Regions from separate parts of the Rattus norvegicus genome. Here region 2 is linked to region 1. Evidence: chromatin contacts called from public Hi-C data. All regions are on one chromosome and are shown on one strand. Each heading gives the region's core, a stretch centred on a gene start, on an enhancer-like site or on the middle of the called end of the contact. The rest is flanking DNA. Distances are from core to core; before and after follow the strand shown. Region 1 has its middle 370 kb from the start of Ets1. Region 2 has its middle 500 kb from the start of Ets1.

Region 1 (5,603 bases), core at 2,006-4,505:
CTGAGAGTACTAAACACTATACTCAGATGAAATTCTTTTTAAACAGAAATTAAAAGACATTATCTTCCTTCAAAAGTAATATAAAACAAGGAGGGGCAAACACTGTCCAAAACTACCTGGGAATCAGCAAAAGATTCAGACTTAAGGCTTTCACCTTGGGAGTCAGAGTGATGCCTTCTTATTCCTTAGCATCAGGGAAATCAGGATCCTGTGGAGGTGGACTACAGACTCTGGAGCAGTGAGCAGGGCAATAGCCTGCTGTTTCACACCACATGTCTAGGTTTCTCTGCCTCTTTCCCTCTGTAAACTGAAGAATGGTTTGCACCTCATATCATACAACTAAAAGCAAACAAGTGAGAGTTCCAATGTTTCAAATGTCAATAGGGAGGGTGCCCTCATGGGCCTACTGTTTAAAGTGGCTATGAGGTAATGAACATTACATCTCAGAGATTCCTGACCAAAGCATAAATCCAAACAAACAATAATGAAAGACCGAGAAATGATGGGTTGAGACTTCTTGGTTATCTCCTGACCTCAAAATGAGTTGTAGGTGTTTGCCTCAAAGACGAGAACAGATAATGAATAAAACATGTCCGGAGTTTTGTGTTCAGAAAATGTAACAGCTTGAATCTGATGGCTTTCAGACTGATCTGAAATACGGGTTTCAGCTCATGTGCAAAGCTCTTCAGAGATGCATGGTATTGCTGCTCTGTACTGCAGCTTGCCCTGTGCATGTGGGAGCTTTGAGAACAGTAGGATAGAATAGAATGCTCTTAAAGAGAAAAGGAGAAAGAAGAGAGAGAAGAGAAGTTGAGACCATATTCTGTGTGAATTCTTAAAGTGAGCACCCTCGCAAGAAGCCTCAGTGAAGTGAGAATTTGACATTTATTTTTGAGCCAAAAAAATGATTGAAAAATGTTCTTCAGATGCTTCTGTAAATGCCCTCCGATTTACAGACTCTGATGTGATTGCGTATCAAAATTACCATGATTCTACTTTGTTCGATGTTAAGTCTTCTTACCTCAGGAAAAGCCACATTTCATATACTGAAAGTGAGATAACTGTTTGGAATTTTTCCATCAAAAAATTATTTTATTTCTCATATGTATGAGATTTTAGATTTCCCCTTATGTGAATTCACAGAATTCTGATCTGCTTGAATTGCACTTGCTAGTTAGTGAAATTCCAGCAGGTGTCGCTGTAACACTGCTCAAATTCAACATAGTCCCCCTCACTGGCAAGATGATCAAGAGCCAATTCAGGGTTTTTGGTTGTGATCTCTCTAGTAGCAAAGTTCTTTACCTCAGTTAGAGTCTTGACAGTCTCCAATCTCAAGAAAAGTTAGTCAGTAAGGACCTTAATTCAAATCTGAATGTTTGGAGATCACCAGAGAAATATATAATCAGATTACAAGTGATCACATACATGAGAAAAGCAATTTGGTAATAGATTCCTAGCCATAGGTTTCAACTGTTTTATGCAGCTTCATAAAATGCCCTTGGCCCATTCAGTGTTTTAGTGCCCTGAGGCACAAAGTGCATTCAACCCACTGATTTTGCCATTGACTCATCTATCAAAAATTAGAAGAAATTTAAAGTGCACAATACAATAATACAAAACTCCTTATAGAACTATGATTTCTTAATGTTATAATATTTGAAGTTTTACTCTCTCCCATGAACCCTATGTTTTGAACTTCTATGTTTTATGATATAAAAACACCCATCTCAGAGATTTGTGGGGCGAGCAAACCACATACCTACATGACAACACTAAATAAAGCGTTGTGTTTACTTTAATTAATAATAGCATTATTGTCATTAAGAGTGGCTTCTGCGTTGAGCTCATCTCCACAGATCAAACAATGAAGGGCGTGACCTCATACTGCTTGACCTTGACATTGGCTCCACTCATTCTGTGTATGATTTTTGCTTCTTCATGGTCATGTCAAAATGTGCAAGTTCCTAAGCCTTTTGATTTTTCTTGTCAATCTTGACAAAATTCCCATGGTTAGACATTAAAGGATTTTCATTTTTTTCACCAAAGCATTTGCCATGCTTGGAAGCTTGTCATTATTCCAATCAAGTCTGAGGAGCAAATGTTACATAAAGCCCTGGCCTAATTCTTCAAGGTAAGAATGCATTTGTTTCAAGGTTTCATCCTACTGGAGAAGAGGGCAATATTTGGGCACATTAGGGGAACTTAGCATCAAAGTAATTCTAAGGGACTATTAATATTTATTGTAAAGTACTTGCAACATATTTAATAGGAACAGAGTATATTCAAGATAGGTGATGTGATTATATAAAAGATTGTGCGACTGCATAATAGGTGTGACTCCTTATCAAGAATTTTAATTACCAGAATGAGAAATATTGTCTATTAATAGAAAGTTAAGAGCCGACATAAGAAGTGCCCGAAAGATAAACTATAAAGCAAGTCGCAGGCCAGCCTGAGTTTTGTCGAAAAGAGGGAGGTGGAGGAAAATGGTAAAGAAGGGAAGAAGAAAGAAGGAAAGGAAGACGTTTGTCATAAAGACAGTTAAGCACAGGCCACTATTCAAATTCCCAGTCCAGAATTCCTCTCAAGATGGGCTCAGTAGCCAGGGCTACATTTCCATCATTCCTGTGTGATTAGGCCATGTGCTTACTTTCTTATAAGGCAAAGGGGGTGGGGCTCCTTTGTGTGATTTTGAGACCAGATAGAATGGCTCTACTCATCTACCTGGATACAGAAGCATTCAAAGTCAAGGACAAGTCCATGACAGAAGGAACCGATGTCCCTGTCTCTCTGTGTGGAGAAAATATCTAATAGCTGGATATCTTGCCTGGGTCATATTATAAATAAAACCCAATTCCCTCCTGGATTAAACAAATGATGGTTTGGAATTTATTTTGTAGAGCAGCTAACATCAGAGCTAACACAGGCGTTAGGAAGCTACCCCATGCATTTTAGCTGAAAAAAAACCCACCTATATCAAATATTTCATACTCAGAAAAGGGAGCAATTGCCTTGTGGTAAGCTCTTCAAAGAGCTTACTTCAAGAGACAGAATTAAGGCATAAACTAATGGAATAAAGGCAATGGACTGTGTGGAAGGAGCTCACAAAGTAAAGATAGCATAGAATATTGAATACTCATTAGAAGGACAGCACACAAAGTAGCCTGGACTATCAAGACTTTCCTAACTCCAGAGATGGAGGAAATGACCAGGCAATGACTGCTCTACCATGAGACCCACCCTGTGGGAGAGAGACAACCCCTGACACTCTTAATGGTACTCTGCTAGGCTTGCAAACAGGAGCCTAGCATAACTGTCCTCTGAGAGGCTTCATCCAGCATTGGATGGAGGCAGATGCAGAGACCCACAGGCAAACATCAGGCAGAGCTTGCTCAGGGAGTCCTGTGGAAGAATGTGGGTAGGATGGAGGGCCAGAGGGGTAAAGGTTACCATAAGAAGACCTCAGAGTCAACGGGAGTTCACTGAGATTAAACCACCAACCAAGGAGCATGCATGAGCTGGACCTGGGCCCTCTACACATGTGTAGCAGATGTGCAACTTGGTTTTCATGTGGATTCCCTAACTATTGGAGCAGCGGCTGTCTCTGACTCTGATGCCTGCCTTTGACTCTGATCTCCTTCCCCTACCTGGGCTGCCTTTCTATTCTCAGTGGAAGAGGATACGTTTAGTTTTGCTGTGACTTGATGTGGCAAGGTGGATTGCTACACATGGGGGCTTCCCCTTCTCTAAGTAGAAGAGGAGGGAGTAGTGGGGGAAGGGTTTGTGAGTGTATAACTGGAATGAGGGAGGGAGCTTCTATGTAAAGTGAATACATGAATTAATTAATTAATTAATTAATTAATTAAAGAAGTGAAGAGTGGACTGCAGATATGGCTTGACTAGTAGAGCGGTTGCCTAGAACGCATGAAGCCCCTGGTTCGGTCCCCAGTACAACCTAAACTAGAAGAGGCAGTGTGAATCCCTAGAATCCCAGCACTAGAGAGGTGGAGGCAGGAGGATCAGAAGCATCACTTTGTCCACATAACAAGTTCAAAACCAGCTACATGAGACCCTGTCACAAAACAAGAAAAAGTGAAAAACACACAGAGTGCCACTGAATAAGACTGGGGAAAGGAAAATTTTAAAAAAGAAATCATAAAAGCCTGTCATAGCTCCAGCAGCCCACACAACCACTTGACTGCACATTCACATGTTTAGCCTCACGGTTACCTTAAGCTATTTGGAGCCAGAAGGCCCGCCTTAGTTCTCTACCACACAAGCCCAGTACCTCATTGACCTGGCAAAAGCAGTGTTGGATTCAGAAGGGTCAGATCTTGCCAGCTACCTACTAATGGGAAGCACTTGCTTGACAGCTTTTCTTACATGATCTCTTCTATTTACTGATTACACGATGCGGTCTAACTCTGAGACTTCAGAGTCACCTACTAAAGCCAGGACAGAGCAGGCGCATCCCGTCTTTTAAGTTTCTTCTGGACTTCATTTTGGGTGTTGACGGATTTTACGGCTATTTGTGTACACGTTTCACTATTCAACCTTGAGGGAAGAGGTATTAAATCTCTTGTATTTTTGTTTGTTCCCCACTAATGAAAAACTTTAATCTTAATAGAAACACAGACTCATAGTTAGGTGAGGAAGTGACCTATCTCTTAAAATCAACACGTTGATTTTGTACAGGAGCCCTTTATTTTTCTGGTTAAGAACCAAAGACTCTTAACCAATTCACCATACAAAAGAAACTTCATGATACATTAGAGACCAAAATACCTTAGCATCTTGAATTAACTTTCCTTTTGTTGCAAATGATAAAAGAGCTTAAGGCAGTGGCTCTCAACCTTCCTAATGCGGTGTCCCTATAATACAGTTCCTTATGTTGTGGTGACCTCTAATCATAAAATTACCTTTTGTTGTTACTTCACAACTGTAATTTTGCTGTTGTTATGAATTGTAAAGCAAATATCTGTATTTCCCTATGATCATAGGCAATCCCTGTGAAAGGGTCACTCAACACTGGGGATCGCAATGTACGGGTTGTGAGTCATTGACTTAAGAAAATTTAAAGAAGAAAGTGTAGTGTGCAGATACTATTACAAAAGCCAGAAAGGAAAGAGGGGCTAGACTTTAGGAAGCAGGGAGTCCTCAGGGGTCACTGGAGTTCTTTCTTTAGTTCTTTCTTTCTTTATTTTCATTAATGTGCTTTATTCCCCTCTTTTGTACAGAACAGTTTCTTAGAGCTCTCACACACACGATGAGAAATCACACTGCCAAGAGTTTTCAAGTTTATGTCTCAGTTCGAGAAAACATTATTCTGAACCCAAATCCTCAGTCCTATTCCAAACGCAAAAGTTAGAATCTTGTTGGAGCAATGGGTTTGGAATAGCTATAGGAGTATGTAGGCATATAGTGTTGAGTAGAAATGGGGAATTCATGGAAGAGATGGGGGAAGGACAATTCCCAGAATTCCCCAGGGCATGTAAGATACACAAATAAACACTGAATAATTTATGCAAGGAAACATGCAGCCAATTTATACACAAGAGACTATGATGGGCCAAGTAGCTTATCCCAGTAAACAGAGCTAGTTA
Region 2 (5,603 bases), core at 1,922-4,421, 140 kb before region 1:
GTATATTCAAATACAGATATATCCATAATCTGTAAGCATATACATATACATCTAAGTATTTTAGAAATGATGAATTCTTACTGACAGCTCTTCTTCCCACCTATCCCTGTGGGAATGTTTCTTTGTTCTGAGATAGGGGAAAGATACTGTGCTTGAATTGTAATATTAAAGACAAATTCTTTCCCCCACCCAAAGCTGTGAGATGTGTGATCCATTTGCCAACAAACAATAGAGTTGTAATATTAAAAAGAAAACCAAAAGAATGAGTTGAACTGAGAAAAAATGGGGAAATCACCATGAATATATTTCTGTTTATTTACAAATCCATACAAAACATTTTTCCAGCACTTACAAGTTAACAGGGACTCTATAAGACACAGCAGAGAACAAATTAAAAATCTCTCAGCTTAAGCACAAGTTAAATGCGACAAGACACAAGGTTTAGAATTAATAGAAAATATGTAACAGGTATTTGTAGTCAGATGCCACATGAAGGACCATGTCACGGAACGGAGTGCAGGATGCCTGACTGGAAGAACCTGGGCCTTTCTGCATGAGTCAGATCAGACATGAAGGAAATGAAGGGTGAACCGTGAAGTTACCCGTGACAGATCTTCCAGGCACAGAAGGAAAGGTGTCTTCTGGTGACATTTGATGGAAGCAGGATGGGGACTAGTGTGATGGAGTACAAAGTACTAGGAGCTCAGGTGGAGGAGGTCAGGGAGGGTCACATCCCACCGGGCATGCCATGACAACATAAGACTTTGGCTTCTACTGTGTGTAAAACAGAGAGTCATTAAAACTTTTGAAACAGGTTTATACTGTGGTTTGCCTTTGGTTTCAAAGTAATCACTCCAGCTGCGGTATGGGCAGGAGGCAGGCAGTCAGGAGAATTCAGTTAGCAGGGATGTAGTAGTAGGCAGTCATGAGCTTGGTGTAGTGATCTCGTGATGATGTGACTGATACTGAGGTTACCACAAAAGTGACCCACTGGAGGTAGAGACCAGTGATCATTCTGCACGCCTTTGTTGCTTGTTGCTGGGTATCATAGGTTATAAGGCACCCTACAGAATACAGATACGAACAAGGAGCTCACTGCCTTGTGGGAATATGGTGGGTGAGCCAGATGCCCACAGCTATTATAAATCCAGTGTGATAATTCCTGGGGTAAAGACCAAGCACAGCCTAAACCAGCCATGCTCATGTTCACGGAGGACTGTCTCTCTGTATCTGCAAACTCAAGGGAAATTTCACAGAGTATGGTTTTGAAAGAGAGAGGAAGCCATCTCCCAGGATTCTGAGTGCTAGAGGAGACATCCACAGCCTGAATCCCAGTTCCTGTCATAGCTTCTCTGTAGACTTCATGACTCCATCATCCCTATGAATTCCTGTGCTTCTCTGCCAACATTTTTCAAATATGTTCCTTCCACAGTCAATATGCAGTGAGGTTGTGTTTCTTGAGGCCAATGGCTCTTAGTTGAGGCACAGAGAAGAATGATGAATTATCAGAAAAAAAATGGTGATCATTAGGGTATACAGGTCAAAGAAGGAGCGAGAACAGGACGATGTTCAGATTCCTGATACAGGTATGATGCTGGCATCATTTGCCAAGGAACGTGTTCAAGAAAACTGTAGAGTTGGTGAAGTGACTGAATTTGTTTACCAGTAGGTTTGAGCTGCCCATGGGATGCTGTCAGCCTTGCCGACAGTGCTGTGGTAACAGGTAAGAAGAGGAAGAGTTGCAAAGGAAAAGGGGATGTCAGTCTGCAGACAAGAAAAGAGAAGCCAGCACAAACTAAAAAGCACTCAGGGAATGAGGTCAGTCAGATAGGGGAGAAGGCGCATAATCAGCAGCAGTAATGAGAAGCATTCGCAGAGAGCACATGCAAATGCCTTAAACCTTGAAGAACCCATTTCACTGTCTTTCTTTTATTTCATTTATCCATATATATGTAGGATCCAGCTGTAACTTAGGGGCATTTTGTACAGTGCAGGCCTTAGCAGGATACTACTCATACAATAATTCATCAACGAATGTGCTGTGATTGAATCCCTGGCCATAATACCATGGGTCATTCAGTGAATCCTTAAGATGTTATTTCACTGACTAGGTCTTTTTAAAAAAAAAAACGAGAGCCAGGGTAGACATGAAAAGGAATTCAATGCAAGAGGCTACAAATCAAAAGAATAAAAATTACTTTAGATATTCATTGTTCTATAGAACTTTTTTTGTAAAGTCTTCACCCACTTTTCTGTCCCTTTGTAGTGTCTTCTTGGAATAGCTTACTCTAGTGTATTCCAGAAGAGTCCATCAAGGCAGTTTGTGTGATTCTTTAAAGAGCACCAAAATCCTCCCTCAAACGTGAGCTCTTTCAGCTGGTTTGGGTATTTCTAGCCGAGCCCAGGTTCTCCACTGCCTTGTTCACCAATTCCCCCCTTCTACTTGTTCTGACAGTAAGGTTATTTACTTGCAACTGTTTAATATAAGGTAAATCACAGCACCTTTCTGGGCCATATTTTCTCCTGTAGATGAATTGAAAAGATTATTCAATTTGTGTTTATAACTACCTCAATGCTTTTTCCTCTACCCCAAAATATTCGCAGTGGGGTCTGCCCAGACTCTGGCTACTACCTCTGTGCCCTGGGCACGGCTTCTCTTCTACTCCCTCCCCCACAAGTCACTCTTGCTGCCTAGGTTCATTCATCTCCTTGGGGTTGGGGGTTGAGGGACACATATCAAGCATCTTTGAATCTCCATTGACTTCTGTAATGGCTGAGGCTCAAAATAGTGCTCCACAGTGCTCCACAGTGCTCCACAGATGCTCTGGAGCAAAGATGGTTGAGAAGAAAATTATTTGAACATTTAGTCCGACATACACTGATTCAAGGTGCCAGGTTGAATCTGTACGTTGTTCTTGCTGGTGTGAACAGGAGAGCCTGCCAAGGGTCTGAAACTCATTGTTTGCCTCTTTATAACGCAGAACTTCTCTGAAATGTGATGGATACTGTGCCTCCGTTTAGAGGGAGAGATGAAGAAATAAGTCAAAGAATCTTTTGGCACGTTCTTTAGGGACTTTAGGAAAGAATTCTCATCTTTCCTAGTGTTTGGGGCCTGTGGTAAGTAGGGGCTTTATCAGTGCCAAACAGTGAGTCAGGGAATGGGTGGCCCATTCTGTGGTTTTCAGTGGGAGGTGGGGTGTGTGGGGGAATTTTAATATCTCAGACTGTCCTGTTTATGTACATTCTTAGGAAGCCAATTACAAGGGTGTGTGAACTTTAAAAACCCCTCTTCTCAAGAGTTGACCCAAGCAGGGCCTGTGCCCTGTGCCTGAGTATGGAGGGACTTTCCAGGATAGTCCTCAAATACAATAATGTCATTTTTCTTGAATTTTTTCTAAGACCTGAGTCCAAAACAGCCTGTGGCCTCTATCCATCACTTCTAAGTTAGCAGTAAAGACACCCTTGGAAAGACTTACGCTCTCTGAGCCAAACCACCAACAACTGCTCTTTCACAAAGGCTTCCTGGCCTAACCTACATTCTGCTAACCACACTGGCAATGCTCTGCAGTACTGTACTGCAAGGAGGCCATCTTTCCGGGCGTAGGTATTTGAGACAGACACTTAGAAGAGCAATTTTAATGCGCAGATTATAATTTGTGGAGCTTTGAATGTGGGTTGTGACAGAGAGGGCACTAAAAATGGGTCATGCGTGGTTTGTTTTTATGGGACCAAGAGGGGAAATTGTGAGAGAGGATTTTATAAAGAACAATTTCTAGGTAATATTTTATGGATCTCTCTCATTCAGATGCTTATTAGCAGTTGTTAAATCTGTGTCTTCTCCTTCCGTATTGCTTGGTATATGCCATACTGTCCATCACAGTGTGCTCTGTTTGACTCAGTAATTAGATGCCAGTTTTCCCTACTAGGCCTATTATGTCAGGAATTACCATTCATCTATCTGCAGCTCTTCCACAATAGCTACAATTGTGACCGTTAGCTTTCCCTTGCTTAATTGCTTTGCTTTGCCTGAGTAACTTCATAATCTAGATAGAGCTAGTACAAAACAATATTAGTGACACTTATGATAAGGAGACAATGAGTGAAACTAGCAAAATGCAGGGGTTACACAGTGATCATTTCTGTGTTATTTATGAGCAGCTTTGGTTGATAGTTGAGATTTTTATGACCACCAGGCAATTATTGCCATTTGAATTTTCGCTTCATGACATGCCAACTATGCAGAGGAAAAGAAGGAGAAGGAAGGCGAGGGAGGAGAAGGAAGGAAAGCAAGATTACACATACACCTCCCTTACATACAATAAGTAAGGACTTCTTTTGTGTGCAGGGTAAAACCAGGGTTTCTTCCTTCTGATGGGTAGAAATCCAAATACCCAGACAACATACAGAATAGACATTGACCTGTGCGATGGGTTGAGAATCCAAGAATCTCAAACAACTGGCTCTGGAAGAGCATGTGTTGAAATAACATGTTGTTTTAAGAGTTTTCAATAGGAGGCTAAGATTTCAAAACATCTGAATAACTTCCTTGCTATAAAGTGTCTAGGTTTAAAATGTGAAGCTAGATAAGTAGCAGGAGCTTCCAAGACAAGAAATTCATTCAACTTAGGTACACGACTGCTGATCAACACTGAAGTTAGAAATGTTGCAGAAAGGCCAACTCTGGGCTGCCCATTTCCAGTGAGAATAGCTTTGAGTCACACCCACTTTTCAAATCAAGAGATAAATGTCAGATTCACCATTTCCCATGAGGGAATTACGGAGGAAGTGAACTTTAAGTGGCAAAATTTTACCTTCTAATAAATTACTATAATGCTTCTATGTATCCATCCCATGATCACCATCCATGTGATATTTGTAGCAGAGACACAATAAACATGCCCACAGAAAGCAGGCCTGTGCTGTGTTCTCACCTACTGAGTTGAGATGATTCGATTTCATAAATCTAAATCTCGTCTAAATACAAAGTTTGTGATTCTTACTTTGAAAATGAAATTGACATATGAAAACGCCTATGCCATACACACACATACAACACACACACACACACACACACACATACACACACACACACACACACACACACACACACACTGGAATTTGGCATTTGAAACCCAAGCTTTCTAAGTGACCTACATGAAAACATCAGAAGGCAAATAATACAAGGAGTGTCCTTGTGAAACAGTGAGCTGGGTCAAGATCCAAACTTGAATATGGAGCTTTCTGAAAATGCTGGTCTGGCATATCCCACTGGAGCCAATATCCAAGTCAGGCTAGGTGTATTCCCAACATCCCAAAGCCACTACCTAAATATTGGCTCTCACTCCTCTGATGTGTTTCACAATCAAGAAGGGAATCAGTAGATACAGTGCAGTGTATGTGCATGCCTGTCAGGGGAAAGAACACAAAGGCTACCTCGACTAATCAGTTCCAGGAAAGATGGGAGAGATAGGATGAATGTCACAAGCATGATTAATGGGCGAAGTTAGTGCCCACAGTTCAGCTCATTATCAGCCTCTCTTTTCCCATGAGGGGAGCCAGGGTACAGCGAGCTAAAAGACAGGAAGTGCTCCCCATGTCCACAG

Evidence for each region. Hi-C and Micro-C count contacts between places; a contact is called where the count stands out from the background.
Region 2: a Hi-C map of the Rat2 cell line shows a contact between it and region 1, with 5 times the contacts expected there. The contact joins two enhancer-like sites. A contact is called at or near these places in 7 of 12 Hi-C or Micro-C datasets (the A7r5 cell line, the Rat2 cell line, Schwann cells and 4 more).

The regions. Positions count from the first base shown.
Region 1 is chr8:39,728,808-39,734,410 of GRCr8, reverse strand. No RefSeq gene overlaps it. Among named protein-coding and RNA genes, the nearest start is that of Ets1, 370 kb to the right of the region's middle. Within about 2 kb of position 3,255, at least 2 of the 93 cell types and tissues checked have an H3K27ac peak or open chromatin away from gene starts, as enhancers often do.
Region 2 is chr8:39,863,934-39,869,536 of GRCr8, reverse strand. No RefSeq gene overlaps it. Among named protein-coding and RNA genes, the nearest start is that of Ets1, 500 kb to the right of the region's middle. Within about 2 kb of position 3,171, at least 9 of the 93 cell types and tissues checked have an H3K27ac peak or open chromatin away from gene starts, as enhancers often do.